Regions from separate parts of the Drosophila melanogaster genome. Here region 1 is linked to region 2. A link is a contact called in public Hi-C data. All regions are on one chromosome and are shown on one strand. The core of a region is the stretch at or near the end of the contact, and the rest is flanking DNA. Distances in the headings are between cores, read along the strand shown.

The links. A called contact is a pair of places that touch in the nucleus more often than the background predicts.
Region 1: a contact with region 2 is called in a Hi-C map of the Kc167 cell line, with 2.4 times the contacts expected there. The contact joins the promoter of Rcc1 here to the promoter of CycJ in region 2. A contact is called at or near these places in 3 of 107 Hi-C or Micro-C datasets (all in the Kc167 cell line) and 1 of 6 datasets of contacts at active chromatin or transcription factors (the Kc167 cell line).

The regions. Positions count from the first base shown.
Region 1 is chr3L:5,931,038-5,934,028 of dm6, reverse strand. It overlaps Rcc1 (Regulator of chromosome condensation 1), which reads left to right and starts at 1,256. Exons shown (of 3, transcript NM_079219.3): 1 at 1,256-1,623; 2 at 1,712-2,411; 3 at 2,471-2,991. The coding sequence starts at 1,748. It overlaps Egfrap (EGFR adaptor protein), which reads left to right. Exons shown (of 6, transcript NM_001038902.3): 6 at 38-993. The coding sequence ends at 259.
Region 2 is chr3L:3,464,964-3,467,724 of dm6, reverse strand. It overlaps CycJ (Cyclin J), which reads right to left and starts at 1,297. Exons shown (of 4, transcript NM_206267.2): 1 at 1,103-1,297; 2 at 853-1,039; 3 at 353-775; 4 at 1-292. The coding sequence starts at 1,186. The coding sequence ends at 201. It overlaps CG46463, which reads right to left. Exons shown (of 8, transcript NM_001382167.1): 6 at 2,746-2,761; 7 at 1,873-2,676; 8 at 1,411-1,816. It overlaps armi (armitage), which reads right to left. Exons shown (of 8, transcript NM_001014556.4): 6 at 2,746-2,761; 7 at 1,873-2,676; 8 at 1,411-1,816. The coding sequence ends at 1,493.

The sequences.
Region 1 (2,991 bases), core at 7-2,506, 2.5 Mb before region 2:
TATTTATTATATATTATGATGGTATTTACCATTTTAGGGCTTCACCAAGGAGTTCAGTTCGCTGAAGGCGCTGATCACGCACCACTCGGTGATGCCGGAACTGTTGCCCGTGCCGCTGACCCTGCCACGCCCACCTAGTACCCGATCGCAACGATCGCAGGGCGCCTACGCAGGCGGAACCGGAAACGGGGGAGCGGACTTCGAGATGTATGGCTCGCTGAACGACTTTCGCAAAATGATGGCCGATTTGAATGTGTGACCGCTGGGCGCTCTTAATTAATTAAGTAATTATGTCACGTTGATTGAATTAAGCTGCCCAGCTTGTCACATTGTCCTGCGTCCTGTGTCCTCTGTCGCGACAGGATAACAATCTGTTTAATTTGCGTAATTGGCTGTGCTGACGACGGTTGACGTGGCTACCAATAAATAGGGTCCATGTCCATGTGTACTCGGGCCGGCAAAGGCCCACCTGTCCGACAGGTGCTGCAAAAAGTGCACAAACATTTTTTATTAAAATTGATAATAAAATCAGCTACGTGGGCGGCTGCGATGGCTGTGGTTTCGCAGGGGCGTGTTTGCATACACAAATATAGGGAATACGCTCAAATCATTTTTGCGAAACTGATTAAAAAATGGCAAAAACATGCAATATGTATACGCAAACAGACATCAAGTGATTATTATTTTTCGCGTTTTTATCAATTCTGCTCGTTTTGTACGGCTAGTGCTGAGTGGCAGATGCATCAGACAGACGTACTATACATATCTGAATGGGGGCAGTCGGATTAAATGTTAATGTTTGGGTAGGGAAATCGAGGGTCGGCTGCCGGGATTTGGAGTGCGGATGCGGAATGGGCAAAGTGGATTCTTTTTGTATTTGATGCACTCACTTTGCGGTGCAGTGGCTAGATAGACTTATATGGGAAGTAAATGAATAACCAATTATATTGTAACTCTATGTATTTTGTAATAAAGTTAATGGAAAACCTTTTCAAATAGTATTGTTTATTTTCTGATCTATAGCATGCAATATACATACAATCACGTTGAAAATGAAGCATTGGCTTAAAGGTAGAACATTTTATAATATTTAACAACAAATTTGTTTTGAAATAATGTGAGTGGGTAAGGAAAGTTTAAATTTCCCGCACATTATCGATAGCTCTTTCGATAGAATCGGTCGGCAATCGGCTCGCAAACTCGCTAGAGAACTGTTAACCAACTGTCATAGTTTGAGTTCACGCTACGCTCCATTCTAAAAGTTATCAATATCTCGAAATAAATAAACTGTGGGTTATAGCAGGCTTTGTTTTATTATTTGCAATTAGGAACAGTGCAAAGATAACAAAGATGTACTAACAATTGGTCAATAGGCGCAGAAGCGACCCTGAAATTGGAGTGTGACCTCGCTAATAGCCAGATGCGGCGGGGAATTCGCCAAGCCCGCAACACTGTACCCTGAAGGCCAGCTGCCGCCGCTTCCCGCGCATTTTCTTCGACCCAGGTAGGTCGCATTGGGATTCGCTTGCATTTGGTGTTTTCACTCGCCTCCAAACCGCCGTAGCAACACCATCTAGACAACGTGGAACTCCCGCTGAACCAGAGACCGGCATTATTTCCATTGTGAGTGTGAGCAGAACTAAGCTGCATCACCGGCGTCCCTAACCTTATATATATTTCTTACACACACACACAAACGCACTATTTCCAGTTTCGGTGACAAAAAATTGTGAAAATACAAGCTAAAATGCCGCGCAGAAAGGCCCTGACTAATAACAACAATGCCGGCGAAGCGGAGCAGCAGCCACCGAAGGCGAAGCGCGCCAGAATCGCTTTTCATCTGGAGCTGCCCAAGCGGAGGACCGTGCTCGGCAACGTGCTAGTCTGCGGCAACGGCGATGTGGGCCAACTTGGTCTCGGCGAGGACATACTGGAGCGCAAGCGTCTCAGCCCTGTGGCGGGCATCCCGGATGCCGTGGACATATCCGCCGGTGGCATGCACAACCTGGTGCTGACCAAGTCAGGGGACATTTACTCATTCGGTTGCAATGACGAAGGTGCTCTAGGCCGTGACACCAGCGAGGATGGCAGCGAGTCAAAGCCGGATCTTATCGATTTGCCCGGCAAGGCTCTGTGCATTTCGGCGGGAGACTCGCATTCCGCTTGTCTGCTGGAGGATGGCCGTGTCTTCGCTTGGGGCTCGTTCCGGGACTCTCATGGCAACATGGGCCTCACCATCGATGGTAACAAGCGTACGCCCATCGATCTGATGGAGGGCACTGTCTGTTGTAGCATCGCGTCCGGCGCCGATCATTTGGTCATCCTGACCACTGCCGGAAAGGTCTTTACCGTGGGCTGCGCTGAGCAGGGACAACTCGGCCGGCTGTCGGAGCGTTCCATCTCCGGAGAGGGTAAGTCTTGGCATTCAAATTTTCAACGAAATTCGTATTAAAAAAATGTTAACCCCCAGGTCGTCGTGGCAAACGCGACTTGCTGCGGCCCACCCAGCTCATCATCACGCGGGCCAAACCTTTTGAGGCCATCTGGGCCACCAACTACTGCACATTCATGCGCGAGTCACAGACACAGGTCATCTGGGCCACAGGGCTTAACAACTTCAAGCAGCTGGCCCACGAGACAAAGGGCAAGGAGTTCGCACTGACGCCCATCAAGACGGAACTCAAAGATATCCGACATATTGCCGGCGGTCAGCACCATACTGTCATCCTGACAACGGACCTTAAGTGTTCCGTAGTGGGTCGTCCGGAGTACGGTCGGCTTGGTCTGGGCGATGTCAAGGATGTTGTGGAGAAGCCAACGATTGTAAAGAAGCTGACCGAAAAGATTGTGTCCGTTGGATGTGGCGAAGTCTGTTCCTATGCCGTTACAATTGATGGCAAACTGTATTCCTGGGGCTCCGGTGTCAACAATCAACTAGGCGTTGGCGACGGCGATGATGAGCTCGAACCGATCGTGGTTGTCAGCAAGAAC
Region 2 (2,761 bases), core at 48-2,547:
TGTGACCACTTCATCGGAGACCACCAGGTTTGTGTTCTCAGTGAAGGACTCCTCGAATCCGGAATCGGGACTGGCTAAACTCTGGTTGGTCTGAACAGAGGGACTACCGTAGTCGGTCTGAATAACATGGTAATAATAATAGTCGGTCAGAACGTTCATGTACGGCTCGACATTCGCCTCAGTATAGGAGGTCAGTCCAACTAGGTACTCCGACCAGCGCCTGACCCCGCTGACCTGGCGAACTGCAGCAATGCAGGCGGCAGCCAAAAGGGATGGCAGATCGTTGGCAAATCTGGAAACTGAATGAGTGTTAAGTGGTATCCAATACCTTCCATGGGAATTCGATACTCACTGTACAATGTATAATCCGCCATGCGAAGGAGCAACTGCGCCAAAATGGACAGCATCTCTTCGAAGCTTATATATCGCTGGTACGGCTGGGTGTGATGGTTCCGCTCGTACTCATCCAACATCTCGATGTAGTTCTTGAAATCGGAGCGAGTGAGAAAACTGCAGGCGAAGAGCTCCACAAAACTGGCGGTGGTGGGACGTATTAGCTCGAAGTTCAGGAAGCACAGGATCTTCCTTTCCACAGCCTTGTACTCGAATGCCGTATAGGCGTTCTTGACCAATCGGTTCATTTCGCTGTAGCGCGGAATAAACGCATCCGTGTTTTCGATCTGCGCAGCTATATGAAGACAAGTGATGGCCACCAGGAGCAATTTGTCCGGACGGATTTTGTAGTAATCAACAAAGCGATCCATATAGTAGACGGCTGGAGTGAAACGAGTTACAATGAGTTGTGCACATGGGTTTTGTGCCTGCAGCGAGGCTCCTCTGTACAGTGCTCACCCAGGTGCAAAGCACAGCGACTAAGCTTGTGGGCGCTGGTCGCCAGTTTGAGCAACTGCAGCATTCTTCGGCGCTCGTTCAGCTGCGGCGAAAGGTAAAACAAAGGCCGACGGCTGAGTTCTTGCTCCCTCATGGTCAAAAATATATCCCGGGCATAGTCGGTGAGCCAGTGCGTCTTAGCCAGGCGCTACAAATTGGTATTTAACGAAATAAAGTCGGGTTCGCAAAAGTTAAGCACATGTCCGTTCACCTCGACATCTGCTTGCGGGCAAGTTTTCTTCAATTTGCGGTCGACGACGAAGATGTTCTGCTCGGCAGCCACTTTCTGCTCCATTGTATCGAAATTGAATGCAATGCCTTAAATCACCGATTTTAAGGCAAGAACTTAACGGCGGAAAAAAGCAAAACAAATGAAGGAGAAAACAAAAGGAGCGCAAACATGGCGCTACAACGGTTCCGGCCAGTGCTACCACACTGCGAAGCCAAACGAGCAGCGTTCCCAGACTGCGCTTGGGAGTGTTACCATTCGCTAAAATTAGCACATATGTACAAATATTTAAAACAAGTTTAATGATTAATTGTGTTACTTTAATTCATCAATAACAAGTGTTTTAATTTAATAATAAACTGTCATATGTGCTTAGTTCAAATCATCTGTAGTATTCAGTGAAGGCACGAATGTTTCCAAGCAAACGGGGACCTCATCTTTCTGATTTATCACCATTTGAGGCAGATCACAGCCAAAATAGGCGTTATTTTTGACACAGAACAGGATTAGCTGGCGCCAGCATTCGTCGACGGCCAGAAGATGGGGATTCCCGAAGATGATCATCATGGCACGTGCTCGGGAAACGGCCACGTTAAGTCGCTTGCTGCAACGCACGAATCCCAAGGAGAAGCGGGCATCCATGCGCAGGATCTCTTCTGATGAACGCACCGTGGATATTAGTATAATGTCTCGTTCCTGGAAATAACAAACGTTAAGTGTGCACGTAATATCGATTTTAGTTCCGACCCCACCTGTCCCTGAAACTCCTCGACGGATCCAATCTTCGGCATGACCACGTCGGTGCCAATGAACATACTCCGAAGCATCTTCACCTGCTTCTGATAGGGCGTGATTATACCGATCTGATCGGCAGTCACATTGGCACGGTACAGGGCGATGGTCATTAGGAACACCTCCCTGACCTCTTGGGGATTGAACCAGGAAGGGGAATCGTTATTTTGCCTGTTTTCGCCAATGATTCCGTAAAAGAACGTGCCGTGCGCTTGAGGGATATCCTTTTCTGACTCAAATACACACCGCAGTTTACTTAGTAGGCGAGATTCCCTTGAATCCTTTTCGGAAAGAACTGGGATCAGTTCGTCATCGTAGAATAGCCTGCTATAAATGCTCATAATCGACGGTAATGCTCGGTAATTGTACAACAATTTGGTTAGCACTAGTGGATTGTAGCCGGAGCTTTCGGGAAATCGCTGAAGATCTTTTCGATACGGCGACCGTTCCAGCAATCTCTCCAGAAAGGATATGGAAAATCCCATTTTCGAGGCAATTCGACTGGTGACAATAGACTGCAGCTGGCGAGGATCACCTGAGAGAACAACTTGAGAGCGTTTCTTCGTTAGCATTACAATGGGTACCATTGTTTCTGGTTCGGTGCATTGACCAGCTTCATCGAACAGCACGTGAGTGAAATGGCCCGCTGGAAACCCCAATTGTAAAAAGTTTCCCAAAGTAGTGCAGGTGGAGATGGTAATGCGATGAGTACCTATAAACTTAGCTTGACAGCGAAGCTTCAATCCCGATTCGGTGACCATCATCTATAGCAAATATCAACAAAGCCAAGATTAATTGGTGTCCAATCCAAATGATAAAATTTTTCTACTCACTTTGTCCTCGCAACTG